Linked DNA regions of Mus musculus: regions 1 and 2 are each linked to region 3. The links are chromatin contacts, called in public Hi-C and HiChIP or PLAC-seq maps. All regions are on one chromosome and are shown on one strand. The core of a region is the stretch at or near the end of the contact, and the rest is flanking DNA. Distances in the headings are between cores, read along the strand shown.

The links. A called contact is a pair of places that touch in the nucleus more often than the background predicts. HiChIP or PLAC-seq counts read pairs in DNA pulled down with a chosen protein or histone mark.
Region 1: a contact with region 3 is called in a Hi-C map of B cells, with 2.6 times the contacts expected there. The contact joins the enhancer-like site here to the promoter of Gpr20 in region 3. A contact is called at or near these places in 1 of 39 promoter capture datasets (neutrophils), 2 of 15 datasets of contacts at CTCF or cohesin (embryonic stem cells and large pre-B cells), 95 of 484 Hi-C or Micro-C datasets (the AML12 cell line, B cells, the Ba/F3 cell line and 63 more), 11 of 115 datasets of contacts at active chromatin or transcription factors (the 230-238 cell line, the HPC-7 cell line, bone marrow-derived dendritic cells and 7 more) and 2 of 9 other capture datasets (adipose tissue and pancreatic islet).
Region 2: a contact with region 3 is called in an H3K27ac HiChIP or PLAC-seq map of embryonic stem cells, with 12 read pairs. The contact joins the enhancer-like site here to the promoter of Gpr20 in region 3. A contact is called at or near these places in 12 of 39 promoter capture datasets (the 3T3-L1 cell line, the C10 cell line, the HPC-7 cell line and 9 more), 2 of 15 datasets of contacts at CTCF or cohesin (embryonic stem cells and pro-B cells), 25 of 484 Hi-C or Micro-C datasets (B cells, the HL-1 cell line, LSK cells and 10 more), 6 of 115 datasets of contacts at active chromatin or transcription factors (double positive thymocytes, embryonic stem cells and intestinal villus epithelium) and 3 of 9 other capture datasets (adipose tissue, liver and pancreatic islet).

Annotation. Positions count from the first base shown.
Region 1 is chr15:73,759,928-73,763,019 of GRCm38.p6, forward strand. No RefSeq gene overlaps it. Among named protein-coding and RNA genes, the nearest start is that of Ptp4a3, 13 kb to the left of the region's middle. Within about 2 kb of position 1,259, at least 26 of the 459 cell types and tissues checked have an H3K27ac peak or open chromatin away from gene starts, as enhancers often do. A contact at or near this core is called in B cells, the P5424 cell line, granulocyte-monocyte progenitors and 3 more, where this site is marked.
Region 2 is chr15:73,651,741-73,655,154 of GRCm38.p6, forward strand. No RefSeq gene overlaps it. Among named protein-coding and RNA genes, the nearest start is that of Slc45a4, 29 kb to the left of the region's middle. Within about 2 kb of position 1,266, at least 10 of the 459 cell types and tissues checked have an H3K27ac peak or open chromatin away from gene starts, as enhancers often do. A contact at or near this core is called in embryonic stem cells, where this site is marked.
Region 3 is chr15:73,706,143-73,709,538 of GRCm38.p6, forward strand. Gpr20 (G protein-coupled receptor 20) reads right to left here and starts at 1,363. Exons shown (of 2, transcript NM_173365.2): 1 at 1,179-1,363.

The DNA.
Region 1 (3,092 bases), core at 9-2,508, 54 kb after region 3:
GTCTGTCACTGCCTGTGTCCTGGAGTCTTGCCAGCATCTTCTAAGGGCTTGGCTGGGGTACAGCAGAGGGCTCAAGGGTGGCAGGCAGGAAGCTGGCAGTTAGTACAGTTTTGGTTTTTTTTTTTTTTTTTTTTTTTTTTTTTTTTTTTTTTTGGTTTTTCTTTTGTTTTGAATCTAGATTTTTCTTTCAAGTGAAAAAAATGTTATACAACCAAGCTCTCTGGACAGGGCTGTTCTGGGGGTCGGGGGAGGTAAAGGTAGGGAGAATGGCTCAAAGTCACTTCTTGGATTTTGCTGACACCTTCCGAAAGAACGAGAGCTGTCTGGTGGTGTATTCCCAGATGCCGGGTTCTGGGTTCTTTCTGAGGTCTTTAAAAGCTTCAGGAGAGAAAGGACAAGTCAGGTCAGAGGTGACCCTGGCTTGGGAGTAATCCTCCACCACCAACTCTGGTTCCATCTGGGTAGGAGGCTCAGAGGGCCCTTTCTAGCCATTGACCAGCATGGAGTGCCTTGGTGGGGTGGGGTCTCTTCAGGAGGTTCGGGTCCCTGTCTGTGCCACCATCTGAGATGGCCATGCTCCAGGAAGCTGGGAGGGATGGAGACAGGCCCAAGGTGTGGGCCACTTACTGGAGGATAACAGCTGGATGTCCTTGTCATTTATCATCTGTGACACTGCCTGGGGATGGTTGCAGGTGGTGTACCCTGCGTAAGATGGAGAGAGAGTCATGGCTATTGGGTGGGGGCTGCTCAGACTCAGGCCCTCCTTCCCACCCTCGTGGTGGGTGGTCTGGGTGAAACAAGGGCTTCAAGCCTGGTCGGCCCATGCTGCCCACCTATAAAAAGAGCTGCCCAGGTCTTGATGTGGTGGTGACGGCTGTGTAGGCATTTGATGGCCTGTGATAGGTGGATGCTGAACTCCTCCTGGCTGCGGGTCATCTGGCCAGAGGAGAGCTCTCTTGTCACTGCCATTGGCCTCAGGGACTGTTGACCTATACCCTGCCAGCCTCACTTCCCTGGGAAGGGGAGTCCACGGGGGGGGGTGTGCATCTATCTATCTCAGGCCCCCACTACTGACCCTGTACCCTGGTCCCTCACCAGGAAGGTCCAGAGGAAGTGGCGGGCGCTGAGGCCGGTCTCCCAGGCTAGAGTGCAGAAGAGGGTGTGCCGTGGCTGCCAACGGAGCAGCACAGCACAGCGGTAGAACGTGAACTTGGCCTGCTGCGGAGACAGCCATAGGAGGGGTCACCCACTACCCATGGGTGACTGAGCCCTGGGGTTTCCACTCCCCGAGACCACAGCTGCAGTAAACAGCCCAGCAGCCTGCTGTGCTGGTGTCTGGGAAGCTGCTGTGGTCTCGGGGAGTGGAAGTGACCCGAGGGTCACAGTGCCCTGTGGAAGACAGGGAGATACCCAGCTCTGTCTGAGCTTGTTGGCTACTGTTGTCCCCTCCCCCGATGTCAGGGACTCCAGAGAGTGGAGCATGGTAAGGCAGGCTGTATTCATGAATCAGCAGGCACACTGTTGGTCTGTGTCCCACCATGCTCTTCTGTAGCTGGTAGACCCACAGATCTGGCTGGCTGAATACGGCAGTGTGTGTGGGAGGGATTGGTGATCTGGGGAGCCCTGTGGGTAGCCCGACCTGGCTTCCCTGTCCCTTTGCCAAGATCAAAGGGATTGCAGGTTGGCACTGACCATGACAACAGCTGGACACTGGTCCTTCAGGTGCAGGAGCAAAGGCACCATACTCTGGCATACTTGGGTCCGCATGCCGCTCAGCTCCCTGTCTGCCACCGTCGCCACCAGATCCCCAAATAGTGACATAGCTGCTGCTCGAACTTTGTCCTGTTCCTATGACGCAGGAACTTAGGTTCTAGTGTTTCCTAGCTTGGAGTCCTTTTATCTCCTCAGACTCCATCAGACAGGTTCAGGGGCCTGGGATAAAGTTGTTTCTCCTCCCTTGGACTCAGGCTTTCTCCCAGACAAGGCTTCAGGCCATCCTCACATGGAATTATCTTGTCCTCTGGTGCCCACTGTCACCCTGATCATGAAGGTAGCTGGGTGATTTATTCCCAGAGGGGTTGGACAAGTGTGACTTGGCACTCTTCAGCCATGAAGAAGGCTGAGCACCACCTGGTGGACCCCTGGCTAGATCTGGTGCACCCGTGGGCTCACAGCTTGGCAGCTGCCTTGGGTTCAGTGCCCAGGTACAGTGAGAAGGCAGAAGGGGTCCTGAGGCCCAAGGGAGGGGCGGGGAGGGCCCAGGAAAGCACACCCAGCCACGCCTGGCTCTATTCTCACGTCATCAAAGAAGTAGCGGGTGTTGACAGCGATGCTGAGACTCTGTGCGCCTGCGCCCTGTGTGCCTAGGCGGTGCAGTACATCCGAGACCATGCCCATAATGCCTACCACCACTGCCTCGTTCTTTTGGAAGAGGCCATTGAGGAAGGCTGGCAGCTGACCCTGGAGCAGGCTTTCCTATAGGGAAGGTAGTGGGCGGTGGGTGGAAGGCACAGGTCTGCCCCCTTCACCCGGCTTCACCTGGGGTACTTGACCTGAGCCTCTGCCCCTGTCTTGCCCTTGAGTCTGGGGTCTAGTCTGGTTGGGTGGGGTTGGTGAATAGATGGGTAGGTGGAAGGGTGGAGGAATGGGTAGATGGATGACTTCATTCATGGACAGGTGTATATATGTATGTATGTATATATGTATGTATGTATGTATGTGCATATGTATGTGAGTATGTATGTATGTATGGAAGGGCAGGTGCTATGGAAGGCCAGGTGGGTGGGTTAACAGGTTAAGGAGTGAGTGCTGCATTGCCTCCACCCCACCCCACCCCATTCTTAAGCACCCTCTGTTCTAGATGCAGTGCAAAGGGCTTTGTTGACCATGGTCACTCTAACGATTGGGACTGCCTTAACCTTGTGCACACATCTAAGTCTAGTGGTACTGGAGTGAAACTGGCTGATGGTCAAGGATATTTTGGGGCCTCATTAGAATTGTATTTCTGTGGCATCACCATGATCACATTTTCTCTGTGTACCTGTCTCTCCCTAGGGTAGATGAGTGGACATTTCTCTACTAGTGAGACCACT
Region 2 (3,414 bases), core at 16-2,515, 54 kb before region 3:
CTGTGCTAAGAGAGAGGAGACTCCCGCCTCTGGAGTGCATAGCAAACCTGCTGGACCACAGCAGAGGGGAGGACAACGCTTGGCAAAACCCAAGAAGTACTCAGCAGAAAAGGAGATGGACTTAACCCACTCATATCTACCCACACCCTGCCCTTAGTCTTCTGTACTTTGGGCACTGGTATGATCCCATTTCATAGACAGAGAAGGTAAATGGGGGCGGGGGTACGTCTAATCTGAGTATCCTCTCTGCTTGCAGGAACTGCTGAAGATTGAGGGCAGGATGGCCCCAAGGGAAAACTGATGGAGGCTGTTGAGAGGTACGGATGCCTACGTGCATCTAGGGCACACTCCTGAGGGCCTGTCCCATCTGCCCTTCCACAGACCCTCCTCTGACTCTTCAGGACGACTGTCCTGATACCCTTTGAACTCTCCTGGGGGAAACGTCTGGCTTCTCTGCAGCGGGGAAAGCTTCAGATTGATAAGCGATAACCTTGGACTTGTGGGTTCCCGGGAGGGGAGGGAGGTGAAGCACATTGAAGCCCTGCGTAAATTAGGATGGCTCAGATTGTACTATGATTAAAATTCAATAAAGAACTGGGTGTGGAGATCCACGCCTGTAATCCCGGCCCCCGGAGGCTAAAGCTGAGGCTGCAGGATCGAGAGTAGGAGGCCAGTCTGGGCCACAGAGTGAGACTCTGTCACGAAACAGACAACTAAACAAAACAACAACAACAATAAGAACAACAGTAGCAACAAGCACACCCACTTATTAATTGAGGCCCCTTGCTACCTTGCCAGATCCCTTTACATCCGAAGGTAAGTTCACTCAGAGTACTGTTGCCTGCTTCTGAGCATGGGACAGGTGGTTCTGAAGAGGGCAGAGAGAGAAGGCATAGGCTGTGACCTGACTACACAGTCCCTGGGTAAGCACCTTTGCTCATACAACTGTTTGCTCTCATTTGTTTTGAGACAGGGATTCTCACAGCCCAGAAGGCCTCAAACTCACTAGGTAAACCAGGATTGGCATCAAATTCTTGATACTCCAGACTCTGTTTCCAGAGTGCCAAGATCATAGCAGACATGTACTACCATGCCCAGTCCAAGCTTAAAAAAAAAAAAGTGAACACCTTAAAAAATTCCTATTTTCCAGTTCCCCATTGTCTCAATTAGCATGCTAATTTAACTGCCAAAGATTTTGAACAACCCCTGTGAGCCACGCCCCTTTCTCTGCTCCAGGGCTAAATAGTTCAGCTCCATCCAGTATGCTCTAAAACCCTCACCCCAGCTAGCCTTGTTTAAGTGCCCTTCAAAGCATGTACCCTGGAGAAGCATCCCCCCTCTCTGCTTCCCCCCTGCTATAAGCCCCATCTGGAATGAAGTGGGTGGGAACCCCACGGAGTGGGGCAACTCCCTAAGAAGAGAGTGAGTGAGCCTAGACTCTGAGGCCAAGATCTCCCTCCAGCAAGGTAAAGACCTCTAGCCTCCCACAAGCCCTGAACGTGCAGGTCAGAGGTCCAGGGGTCTTGGCAATAAGGAACCTCAAAAAAAAAAAAAAAAAAAAAAAAAAAAAAAACCTCAGTCTTGGGCAGAGCTAGGTCAGTCAGGACTTTAGGCTCCAGAATTGGCCACAAAGCAGAGATTACTGAAATCCTTAGGAGTCCACAAATCTTTCCAAGGTCATGGGGCCATTTGGGACCAAATGACATGAGTATAGTCACATAATTTCCAGGGTGATCCCCAGGTCGTATGGATACCTGGGGAATCACATGACTTCTCGTGGAAGTTTGAATTCCTTCCACTGCCTCTGCATGCCAGACGAGTCCTTCCCTAAGCCGTCTTCTCCATCTGTGAAGTGAGAAGAAAATGTCCCCATAGCTCCAGCTCTGCAGTGAGGACACCAGGAAAGGATGATGAAGGACGGTCCCATTGAGGCCCAGGGAAGTTCAGGACAGCATCAGCATCAGACGGTCCCTCAGATAAAGCAGACTTGATAGTGAGTGTCTGTGGGTCCATGAAAGTTTGAGGCTAGCTTGGGCTACATCGTGAAAAATGTGATAAAAAAAAACAATTGACAGCAACAAAAAGATGTTCATTGTGCTGTTTAATTATAATCCTAGGGGAGGTGGAAGCAGGAGAATTAAGGACTCAGGTGTCAGCCAGATAGTCAGGAGGCAAAGGCAGGCAGATGTCTAGTTCTAGAACAGCCGGGGCTACACAGAGAATATCTGTCTCAAAAAAAAAAACAACCGATCAACCAACCAACCAACCAACCAAACAACCAACCAAACAACCAAACAACCAACCAACCAACAGCTTAGGCCCTGTGTGATCAAAGCCACCTTACAAGCCAGGCATGGTGAGCCAGCGGCACAGGTCCATCATCCCAGCACTCAGAGGCAGGAGCAGGATCATGAGTTCAAGGGTAGGATACCATCTCCAACCACAAACAAGCTGCCTTAAGCACATAGCAATCCAGTGCTGTTGGTGCCCCTCTGTAGAAGAGGAAACAGGAACCGAATATCAGGCCTGGGGTCAGACAGTGGGTAAGTGGCCGAGCAAGGATCTGAACCCAGGAAGGCTGTCTAGCTTTTGCAAGCAGCTTCCAGGCCTATAGGGAAAGGGGTGGGGGTGGGAGGGAGTGTAGCACAGCACCACATATCTAGGTCACCCTGTCAAGAGGAGCAGGAGCAAGGGAAGAGTCTGGCCTCAGAAGCTGCAGCCATGAACCAAATGACCAGGGTGACCTGGAGAGGAGGCAGGGAGCCAGCCGCCCACAGCAGGTGACAGGGTGAGGCACCTGGCACAGCTCTAAGAATGAAGGGTGAAGACAGGTTATGTATGGGACCGCCCCACTGGCTGGCATCAACAAGGCACTGCAGTCTCCAGGGTGCTCCTCCCTATGGGGTCACAGCCCTCAGCCAGGAATCCATCTCTTAGGACAAGACCTCGCATCACTTGGAGCTGTCTCTCCTCCCTCTCACCTTTGTGATCAAAACCTCCTGACCCTTGCTTTTCTTGGGCCAGACTGCCCGGTGTGCCACCCCTCCAGACAGCCTTCACAGGTCACTGTAGCTCACAGTAATTCCTGCCTCCCTCAGCGTTCAGCCGACAGAAAGCTGAGAACCAGTGATCTGACTCGGTGGATAAAGGCACTTCTCACCAAGCTTGACAACCCGAGTGTGATAGTGAGAGGAAAGAATTGATTCCCTAAAGTTGTCCTCTGTGTGTTTACATTTTACACACACACACACACACACACACACACACACACACACACACACACACACAGAGCGCAGATAGATAGATAGATAGATAGATAGATAGATAGATAGATAGATAGATAGATAGGTAGATAGATAGATGATAAATGGATGGATGGGTGGGTGGGTAGATAGATAGATGTAATTGGGGGGG
Region 3 (3,396 bases), core at 113-2,612:
AGGAACACAAAACAACCCCTACCCCCCAAACCCACTGGAAATGGGTCTGATGCACACACTCTCTAAAGCCAGCCCTTGAAAGCTGACTCAGGAAGAACACTGCAACCTAAGCTATGAAGACATCAAGCTAATAGAGTTTCAGGGCAGCCTGGGATGTAGATTGAGGCCTTACCACAAAACAAGCAACAAACAGGAAAGACCCCATAGCCAACCCCATCTCACACTATCTTGTACAGGTTTGAAGAAATCCCCTGAAGAATCCCAGGAGGAAGCACAGCTCCCTTTGTTCCCACCGTGCTTGCAGAAAGACCTACTCAGCAGACACACAGCCAGGCAACCCCCTGGCAGCCTGTTGCTCTGGGGCAGCACACAGAGGCAGGCAAAGGCAGGTAACCTCTGCGGGCTATGCTTTCCCTCCACCAGCCTCTGTCTCCGTCCTGCCTGAGGCTACCCAGCTGCTCCACAGCCTGCCCCCGCCAGCCACTCTGGCCACCAGCCAGTTCCCAGCCAGCCAGCCCCCTCGGGACCCTGCTCTACAGCCTTCTCACAGGGCAGCTACACCAGGGAAGCTCAGTCCGGAAGCATCAGCTTGGGGGTCCTGTTGCGGGCTGAGCAGAAAATCCAGCAATGGGCCTCAGTTTCCCCACTCCCAAAGAGGTAGAGGAAGGACCTGGACTAGGGCAGAGACCTTGAGCCAGGGGTGGGCAGATGTGGTTCCTTGTAGAGAAAGTGGATGCTTTTCCAAGCCTTGTCCCCTCCTGGTGCTAGTGGTTAGGGACCCAGAGCTCATCAAATGCTGTTTGCCTGGTCTGTGGGACCATCCCAAGTGCCTTCCTGGACAGGAGAGGAAACTGAGCCCTTGGCTTTGGACTCAGCAGCGGATGCGCAAGTGTGTGATCGGTTTCATGAATGAAATCCAGAGTGGGCAAGGTGGGTGAGGGTCACTGGGAGAATAGAGAGCAACCCCACGGGGCAGGGAGGGTGCCACTTCTGCCCCTCTCCCCTCCAAACTCTTTACATCTCTGCGACTGTCTCTGTGGCAGAGGGCTGTGAACTGGGCTTGCTTCTTGGTCCTGTTTCTCACCCCCTCTCTTCTTCCTAAGTCACCCAACTGGGCAATACGAATAGCCCGCTCTGTGCACAGGGGTGCAGGAGGCAGCAGTGCCTGGGGAACTCACCCGCTCTTGCCGCACCTTCCTCTGGGATGAGCCTGTCCCCTGAAGCTCTAGGTCTGTGGACCCACAGACAGTGCCTTCCCAGGGCCTGACGTCAGGCCAGCCAGCTGCTTTTGGACACAGGCAGAGGGGTGGGAGGGGTGGGGGCGGAGCGGTCTCCCTCCCAACCCCTGCTGGCCTGGCTGCCTAGAGGAAGGGGGGCGGGGTTGGGGTGGAGGGAGCCTGGGGGCGGGAGAGGGGTGGTGGTGGGGTCGGAGATACCACACCTTCCCTAGACAGAGGGGTGAGCCACAGCTGTTCGGACCAGGAAGAGTGGAGGGGGGCAGGGTTGGCTTCTGGCCCAAGGCTATGGGTTGTCTTAGAACAGCTCGGCCAGTTTCTGAGAAGAAAGATCTGCTGGGTGGGTCCCGTCCAGTCGCAGCAGCCAGGGGCTTAGGACATCCAGGCAGGTGTAACCACAGACAGCTGGCAGAGGATGGTCTCTGGTCAGCAAGGGCTGAATGTCTCTGGGGCTGAGGCTGTGCAGGGCTGTTTGCTCTGCCAGGAGTTCCCTCTAGCCCTCTGCTCTTCATGTCTGTCATCCACTTCAGTCATACCACAGTGCTTTCTCGAGCATCCACTCAACAGCCATTCTGACATCGATGACCAGGGAGGGCTGTGTGCAGGAGACCCCCCGGGCCCTCAGAGCTCACACTGGGTGTGAGAAACAGTAGAGGAAGAAGTGGGTGCCTAGTGACAGATCCAGCCAGCCCAGATGAGAAGTGAGGGCAGGGTTCCGGAGTGGATAGAGGGAGGTGCCACAGGACGGGGCTGCCTGGATGGGTAGAGGAAGGGGAAGCCATCTTGGTAGGGTCAGCTGCGTAGTCTGCAGAGCTATGAAGCTGGGAGGGAGTGGTCACTTGCACACAGAGTCTTAGCAGCCCTTAGAGGCTCCAGTGGTGGCTTTGATCCTAAGGGAACAGAAGGTTCTAGAAGAGGGGTGTAATCTCCCAGCCTTGGTCTCCACCCATCATAATATTCATAGAATCTTGTTGTATCTTTCCCACTGGGGCAAACTGAACCCTAGGCAGGAGCCCATGGCTTGCCAGACCACCTCCCCTAGGTCAGCAGCGACTTCTGGTCCTGGAGGGAAGGTTTTAGGCTTCTGTTAGGCTGCGGGGCTGAGGGCTAGGTAGGGCTTCAAAGTCACTGGCAGGCAAGTAAAGGGCTGGAGCTTGGAGGAGCTCACGTTTCACACGCTGCCCAGAGGTGGGTCCAGAAAGCCATGGTCCTTGCCTAGGGATCAGTGCCCACCCGTTCCTTCTACACTCAGCCAGTAGCTGAGACTTTCAATGCCTGGGATACGCGGTGCCTATAGCCTGGATGCATAGTTCCTATCCCTGCCCTGACTCCACGTTGGAACAACACAGGAAGGGCTGTGCTGGCTTTTACTCCTTCATGCCCTTCCACCTCCAGGAAGCACCTGGGTGGGTCCTGTCCTATCACTTGGCAGGGTATACAGACCTGAGGAGAAGGGTGGCGCTGAGGCTCAGGGGCCAGGGCAGTCCTGAGGCATAAGTCTACAGCCTCAGTGGGGCTCTTGGCTGCTGCTGTGCTTGCTGGACTATGTCCGAGGGGTGACAAGGTGCACAGGTCATAAGTGACAGGCCAGGTGCATGGGTGGGTGCAAGGGGAGGCTGGAGAACGGAGATGGCTGATGTGTGATGGAACCCTAGGGCATTGCTGGGTATCGTGGTGCAACACGACCTTTGCAAGAAGAGGAGAAGAGTGGCGTGCATGTGGTGTGTGTGCGTATGCATCATTTGTGTGTGGTGCATGTGAAGTTGAGAGGGTCTGTTCAACTGCCAGGTCGTGCCTTGCCATCTAGAAACATAGTCTGGGGGTTCATCATTCAGTAAGAAGTGCAGAATGCAGCTAGGTGGTGGCGGCACACCCCATTAATCCCAGCACTCAGGAGGCAGAGGCAGGTAGATCTTTGGGTTCAAGGCCAGCCTGGTCTACAGAGTGAGTTTCAGGATAGCCACGGCTACACAGAGAAACCATGTCTTGCAAAACAAACAGACAGACAAATGCTGAATGGTGCACCCACAGTGGTATCTGTCACACATGGGCTAGGTGCTAGGTCTCACTCAACCATCAAGCCTTCTAAAGAGCTGCTGGGTTCCACTCCCAGGGAGGACAAATCAGAGAGGTAATGTCACCTGTTCAAGGGTATGTCGTT